Regions from separate parts of the Xenopus tropicalis genome. Here region 2 is linked to region 1. The links are chromatin contacts, called in public Hi-C maps. All regions are on one chromosome and are shown on one strand. Each heading gives the region's core, a stretch centred on a gene start, on an enhancer-like site or on the middle of the called end of the contact. The rest is flanking DNA. Distances are from core to core; before and after follow the strand shown.

Region 1 (3,196 bases), core at 424-2,923:
AAATTTTTATGATATTTTTTTTTGTCAAATCCACATTTGATCATGCGTCCAAGTTTACGTTTTAGAAAAAAAAAAAAAATGTCATAAAAAGTTCCAAATTTCACAATGCACTGACAAAAGGTATTTGGCTTTTGAGTGAAAACTACATTGCACCTAGAAACCTGAAGGTCTGTAGTTTCTAAAGATACCAAACATGAGGGGATATTTTAGATTTACATATAAGTTATGCTGCATTAACTGTTACAAGCGCTTTTCTGCTTTGTTCTGGTGTGATATTGTACTAAGTATTGCCTTAGTTTGGGGGTTACTTCTGGACAGGAACTGTGGGGTACCACCACATATTTGGTATCGTTGGACTTGGGAGTATCAGGGCTTTTACAAACAATAAAAAAAAGTGAGTAAAATTAACTTTTCTATGGAAAAAAACCTCAAAATATACAGAAATTTTTCATAATTTTATTTTTTTTTTACATATTTCACCCAAAATACACATCATATCTCCAGAAAAGTTATAAAATTTGGTATGTATGTCGAAGCCCAATTAGTGACGAAAAAAACGATATATAATTTCCCTAGTTTCGTGGAGGTTTTCCTACCAAAAAACATTGTTAAAGTGAATGAGTACAAAATGCTTAAAAAACGTCTGGCACTGGGGGGAACCGAAATGACGAATTCGGCTGGCACTTAAAGGGTTAATAAATCTCCCCCTTAGTGTTACAAAGGATACTCAGTATTAGAAATTATCAGGCAGGTTTAAAAATCCCAGTCCACACTCACAAGCACACCCTGGCCTTCCCATTCTGTTCCCCCTGGTGCACAGTATTTGGAGAGTCTTCAGCACTCTCCACCACGTTCCACTGATGAAGGGGGGTGTCCCTGAAACATTACATGGTTTGCTACTATTAAAAATCAGCAGGGTTTATGCCGCTTAAGTAAGTCCTGTTGTGCCAGTATTTTTGTGCAATCTAGGTTTAAAAATCCCATCAGGGCGAGGAGTGCACCGGCTCATGGATAAGATACTCACCCCGGCAGCCTGCATCTCATCATTGTGATCCAATCTATGCCCTGAAGGCCAATTGATCAAATCAGTCTGATATTGCCCACCAGCAATGGCCAGCTTTACTGCTGAGCAACACAGTGCCTGCAATAAGAAAGAAGTGGAATGGACAGTTCACATTGCATGTTTTTAAACATTAAAGTGGTTGTTGCTTAGGAATAAATAGCAATGATGCAGTATTTGGGAGAGTTCACACTATTGCCTATTTGGCAGAAATTAAAATAAAGTTTTCAAGCTTGTCTATCACTGGGGTTATACTTAACTTCTCTTGGGCTTCCTGGTCACAGGCATCATCAGCCTTACCATCCAGATAGTGTTTTTAAAACCAAATACAGAAAGTAAGAAAATAAAGCCAAATAATCAAAATTGCTTAAATTGCTACCATTTATAACCTAGTAAAAGGTTCCTAGGATGACTCGGCTTTTTAAAAAACTGCTGATTAATGCCTTCTGCTGTACAAGCAGACGGGCAGCTTTGGGATGCAATTAGAATTATTTAAGAGCCAGACAGCTGAGAAACACAATAGACTTTTGTTTTAATTTGTCAATGGGCCGTCTGCCCCTTACATCCCAGCTGACTGGCCATCTGCTGCTCAGAACCATTGGAACTGTACAAGGTTGGTGAGTGAGATAAACTAAGGGTGAGGGGAGCACGCACTCTTTCTCATTCAGGACAATCACATGTCACAGGAATCCCATGGGAACTATTTTCTGTTATCACTCTGTCAGTAGCCCTGTAGTTGGCTGTCTGTGTAAAAGTGGTTCCTGTTGCTATCTACATTGTACTTTGATAGGGGGGCATTTTTGTCTTTGACATAACTGGTAAATGTCCTAGCTGATAATATGTTCCATTAGGTTCATGTCACACCTCTTGCCCAACCTTTGCCTGTCCCTATACAATGCACACTGCCTGTGAGAGATCATGCGGGCACTTTCACAGGAAATATTGCTAGAATCTAACATTGGTAATGCATCTCCTATTCACTAAAATGGGAAGAACCTGCTTTCTGGCATGGGAAGTTTATCTCCTAGAGAGGGTGGTGGCATCAAAATGATAAGCGCACATAAACCTAAAATCAGTTGAGTCAGAAATTTCTAGGAGATTATAGGATTTCTTGGAGTTATTAAAACACTATTGGAAGTTAGATGCAGTAATTCAATGCCGATACGTGGAATAAATCACAATACAGCATATAATATTAATGCAATTAAGTTCATTGAACTGATAGTCCTGGAAAGGGGAACCTGTCCTGAATAGTTAGTGGTCATTAAATGCAGCTGTGATGACGTGCAGCTTTAGAAGGGATTGGGTAAATTGGGTTCCAGAGAAAGGGGCAGCTTTAGAGTAAAGACACATGGAGCTACATAGTAGCAGCTACTTGTCACGGCTACTAAATATGCGAAAATACTCTGCCATAGACAATACTGAGAATTGCCTCTGCTAAAACACAAATAGAGGCAATTATCAGTAAATGATCAGCATTGTCTGTTTTTGTAGCTGTGGCAAGTAGCTGCTACTAGGAGCTCCATGTGTCTTTACCTTTAGAAAAGGGTCTCCAGAATTCTGGATTTCAAACACAAATGTGTTGAAATGAGCAGCGGAGCTTAATGCACATGTTGGAGCAGCATAGAGGTAGATCAGTCCTGTCATTTAGTTAAGTGCAAGAGGGAAGGGCCTGGGACAATGGAAGAAGAATTTTAAATTACGTTGTAAATGCAGACTTTAATAGGGTCATTGTGAGTGAGATGTTTGTGAATGGGGAATGTGTATTGCTTCCGTTTCTTTCTGGGATGCAGGTGCTCTAAAATAGAATTTATTAAACTTGTTTTCTTATCCCAGTGATCAAAAACAGTCTGACACAGATAATATTAAATATTTAATTTAAGATTTTTAGGTTCAAAGGAATATTTTTCTGAGAAAGGGGTTTCTGAAGAGTTTTATATATTATTATTTACCTTGACCTGTATGTATTAGCAGTGATCAAAGCAGAAATTATTGGTGTGCGTACGTGAGATATACGGTGCGGGATTAAAAGATTGTAGGTTGCTAAATACCTAATCCTGTATCCTATAGGCCTGTGCCCTGTGTCAGCCTGTGGATTCATGTAGCATGTACTTAGCTGTGAGTTGGTGGCAGCCC
Region 2 (3,196 bases), core at 283-2,782, 160 kb before region 1:
TGTGCGTATCACTGTGCTGCTAAGAGATGTTCTGTGCGTATCACTGTGCTGCTAAGAGGTGTTCTGTGCGTATCACTGTGCTGCTAAGAGGTGTTCTGTGCGTATCACTGTGCTGCTAAGAGATGTTCTGTGCGTATCACTGTGCTGCTAAGAGATGTTCTGTGCGTATCACTGTGCTGCTAAGAGGTGTTCTGTGCGTATCACTGTGCTGCTAAGAGGTGTTCTGTGCGTATCACTGTGCTGCTAAGAGATGTTCTGTGCGTATCACTGTGCTGCTAAGAGATGTTCTGTGCGTATCACTGTGCTGCTAAGAGGTGTTCTGTGCGTATCACTGTGCTGCTAAGAGGTGTTCTGTGCGTATCACTGTGCTGCTAAGAGATGTTCTGTGCGTATCACTGTGCTGCTAAGAGATGTTCTGTGCGTATCACTGTGCTGCTAAGAGGTGTTCTGTGCGTATCACTGTGCTGCTAAGAGATGTTCTGTGCGTATCACTGTGCTGCTAAGAGGTGTTCTGTGCGTATCACTGTGATGCTAAGAGATGTTCTGTGCGTATCACTGTGATGCTAAGAGATGTTCTGTGCGTATCACTGTGCTGCTAAGAGATGTTCTGTGCGTATCACTGTGCTGCTAAGAGGTGTTCTGTGCGTATCACTCTGCTGCTAAGAGGTGTTCTGTGCGTATCACTCTGCTGCTAAGAGATGTTCTGTGCGTATCACTGTGATGCTAAGAGATGTTCTGTGCGTATCACTGTGATGCTAAGAGATGTTCTGTGCGTATCACTCTGCTGCTAAGAGATGTTCTGTGCGTATCACTGTGCTGCTAAGAGATGTTCTGTGCGTATCACTGTGCTGCTAAGAGGTGTTCTGTGCGTATCACTGTGCTGCTAAGAGATGTTCTGTGCGTATCACTGTGCTGCTAAGAGGTGTTCTGTACATAATACATTACAGTGAATGTTCACAGTTTGTGAATATCACAGAAATATGCACAGACAGCAGGGAGGATGCACAGTGAAACACAGACACCAGTGGACATGCAATGCTCCAATAGCTCACACTGCATGCTCCAATAGCTCACACTGCATGCTCCAATAGCTCACACTGCATGCTCCAATAGCTCACACTGCATGCTCCAATAGCTCACACTGCATGCTCCAATAGCTCACACTGCATGCTCCAATAGCTCACACTGCATACTACCAGGTGCCCTGTGCGTGTTACTGTGCATACTAAATATAAGTTTCAATGCCATCTCACTGCATTAGAAAAAGGTTTCCCCCAGGCACAACCAAAGACTGTATTGATCAGCATTCCCACAGAAGCAAAGTACATAATACCTTGCAGTCCTTCACCTTTCCCATTTCCCCTTCACAGCAACACCCACCTTTAGCAACCCCTTCTTTGTGTACTGCTGCCTCTTTCTGGCATTTAGGGCACCTCAGTTCTGCCTTACAGTCAGATGTCCTGGTCCTTTCTCTGGATGGGCCGCAGCAGCTCCATAGTGGTACTTTCAGGAAGTAATGATGTCACAGCCATGTGACCACGTAGAGGGCGGGATAACATGACGTCAAATGGGGGCGTGTCTACCTTATGTTCGCGCTAGGAATCTGCCCCCCTACAGCACCACGTGACAGGCTAGCAAATGATGCTGGCTCTAGCGCTGTTTTTGCGCAGGGTGGGAGAAAGAGATCGGTATCTGTTTTAGGAGTAGTGCTGCGCTATCCTGTATCAGGCAAAAGGAGGGGGCAGTCTGTGATAAGAGCTGGGGCGGCCGGTGTGACGCTACCGGGTTATATGTAGAGCTGGTTTAAAGGGGCGCTCCACCCAAACGCAACTAAAGCTAAAGAAAACATAATTTGGCATTGCGATATATATCTATTAAAAAATATGTAGCCTTCTTGTGATTTGTCATGTAATAAAATGTTTTGGAACTGTTACCGAAGCTGGCTGCATTGTTTCAATAAAAATAGTCTAAATCTTGAACTCAAAATATCTTCTGTAGTGATAACAGGAGAACACAATCTAGGAATTCTATTAAGTAAAAACTCAATGGATTTGTGGAAGAATTCACAGCAGACCATGTTCTTACTCTCATAGCATGGCATTGAAGAATTCTGTGGTACATAAATCAGCACTGCAATAGCATAGTCTAATCCCAGTAGCACAAGCCACCAGAATTCTAGCAGGTTAAAGGAGACATATCCTATAAAAACAATGAATGTACCAGGGCCGGGCCAAGGTATTTTGGCACCCTAGGCAAGGGCTTCAATCAGCGCCCCCCCCTTCCTGATTGCCCCCATGTACCTGTGCCAGGCTGCCAGCAGCCATTTTATTGCTCCATGTGCCTGTGCCAGCAGCCATCATAAAGCTACTATGTACCTGTGCCAGCAGCCATTACGTAGCCCCATGTATTTGTGCCAACAGCCATCATATTGCCCCCATGTATCTGTGCCAACAGCCATTGCCACCATGTACCTGTGCCAGTGGCCACCATATTGCCCCATCTGTACTTGTGTCAGCAGCAGCCAATCCCTCATATTGCCCCAAGCCCCCAATCTGTACCTGTGCCAGCAGCCATCATATTGCCCCAAGCCCCCAATCAGTACCTGTGCCAGCAGCCATTATATTGATTCCAAGCCCCCAACCTGTACCTGTGCCAGCAGCCATTATATTGCCCCAAGCCCCCAATCTGTACCTGTGCCAGCAGCCATTATATTGCCCCCAAGCCCCCAACCTGTACCTGTGCCAGCAGCCATTATATTGCTCCCAACCTGTACCTGTGCCAGCAGCCATTATATTGCCCCCAACCTGTACCTGTGCCAGCAGCCATTATATTGCCCCCAATCTGTACCTGTGCCAGCAGCCATTATATTGCCCCCAACCTGTACCTGTGCCAGCAGCCATTATATTGCCCCCAATCTGTACCTGTGCCAGCAGCCATTATATTGCCCCAATCTGTACCTGTGCCAGCAGCCATTATATTGCCCCCAATCTGTACCTGTGCCAGCAGCCATTATATTGCCCCCAATCTGTACCTGTGCCAGCAGCCATTATATTGCCCCCAATCTGTACCTGTGCCAGCAGCCATTATATTGCCCCAATCTGTACCTGTGCAAGCAGCCATTATATTGCCCCAATCTGTACCTGTGCCAGCAGCCATTGTATTGCCCCAATCTGTACCTGTGCCAGCAGCCATTATA

What was found. Hi-C and Micro-C count contacts between places; a contact is called where the count stands out from the background.
Region 2: a Hi-C map of neurula embryo shows a contact between it and region 1, with 4 times the contacts expected there. The contact joins the promoter of ccar1 here to the enhancer-like site in region 1. A contact is called at or near these places in 2 of 5 Hi-C or Micro-C datasets (gastrula embryo and neurula embryo).

What each region holds. Positions count from the first base shown.
Region 1 is chr7:38,755,683-38,758,878 of UCB_Xtro_10.0, reverse strand. The region is part of intron 3 of hk1 (hexokinase 1); the gene reads left to right. Among named protein-coding and RNA genes, the nearest start is that of hk1, 31 kb to the left of the region's middle. Within about 2 kb of position 1,673, at least 2 of the 11 cell types and tissues checked have an H3K27ac peak or open chromatin away from gene starts, as enhancers often do. A contact at or near this core is called in gastrula embryo and neurula embryo, where this site is marked.
Region 2 is chr7:38,919,227-38,922,422 of UCB_Xtro_10.0, reverse strand. It overlaps ccar1 (cell division cycle and apoptosis regulator protein 1), which reads right to left and starts at 1,532. Exons shown (of 25, transcript XM_012966785.3): 1 at 1,381-1,532.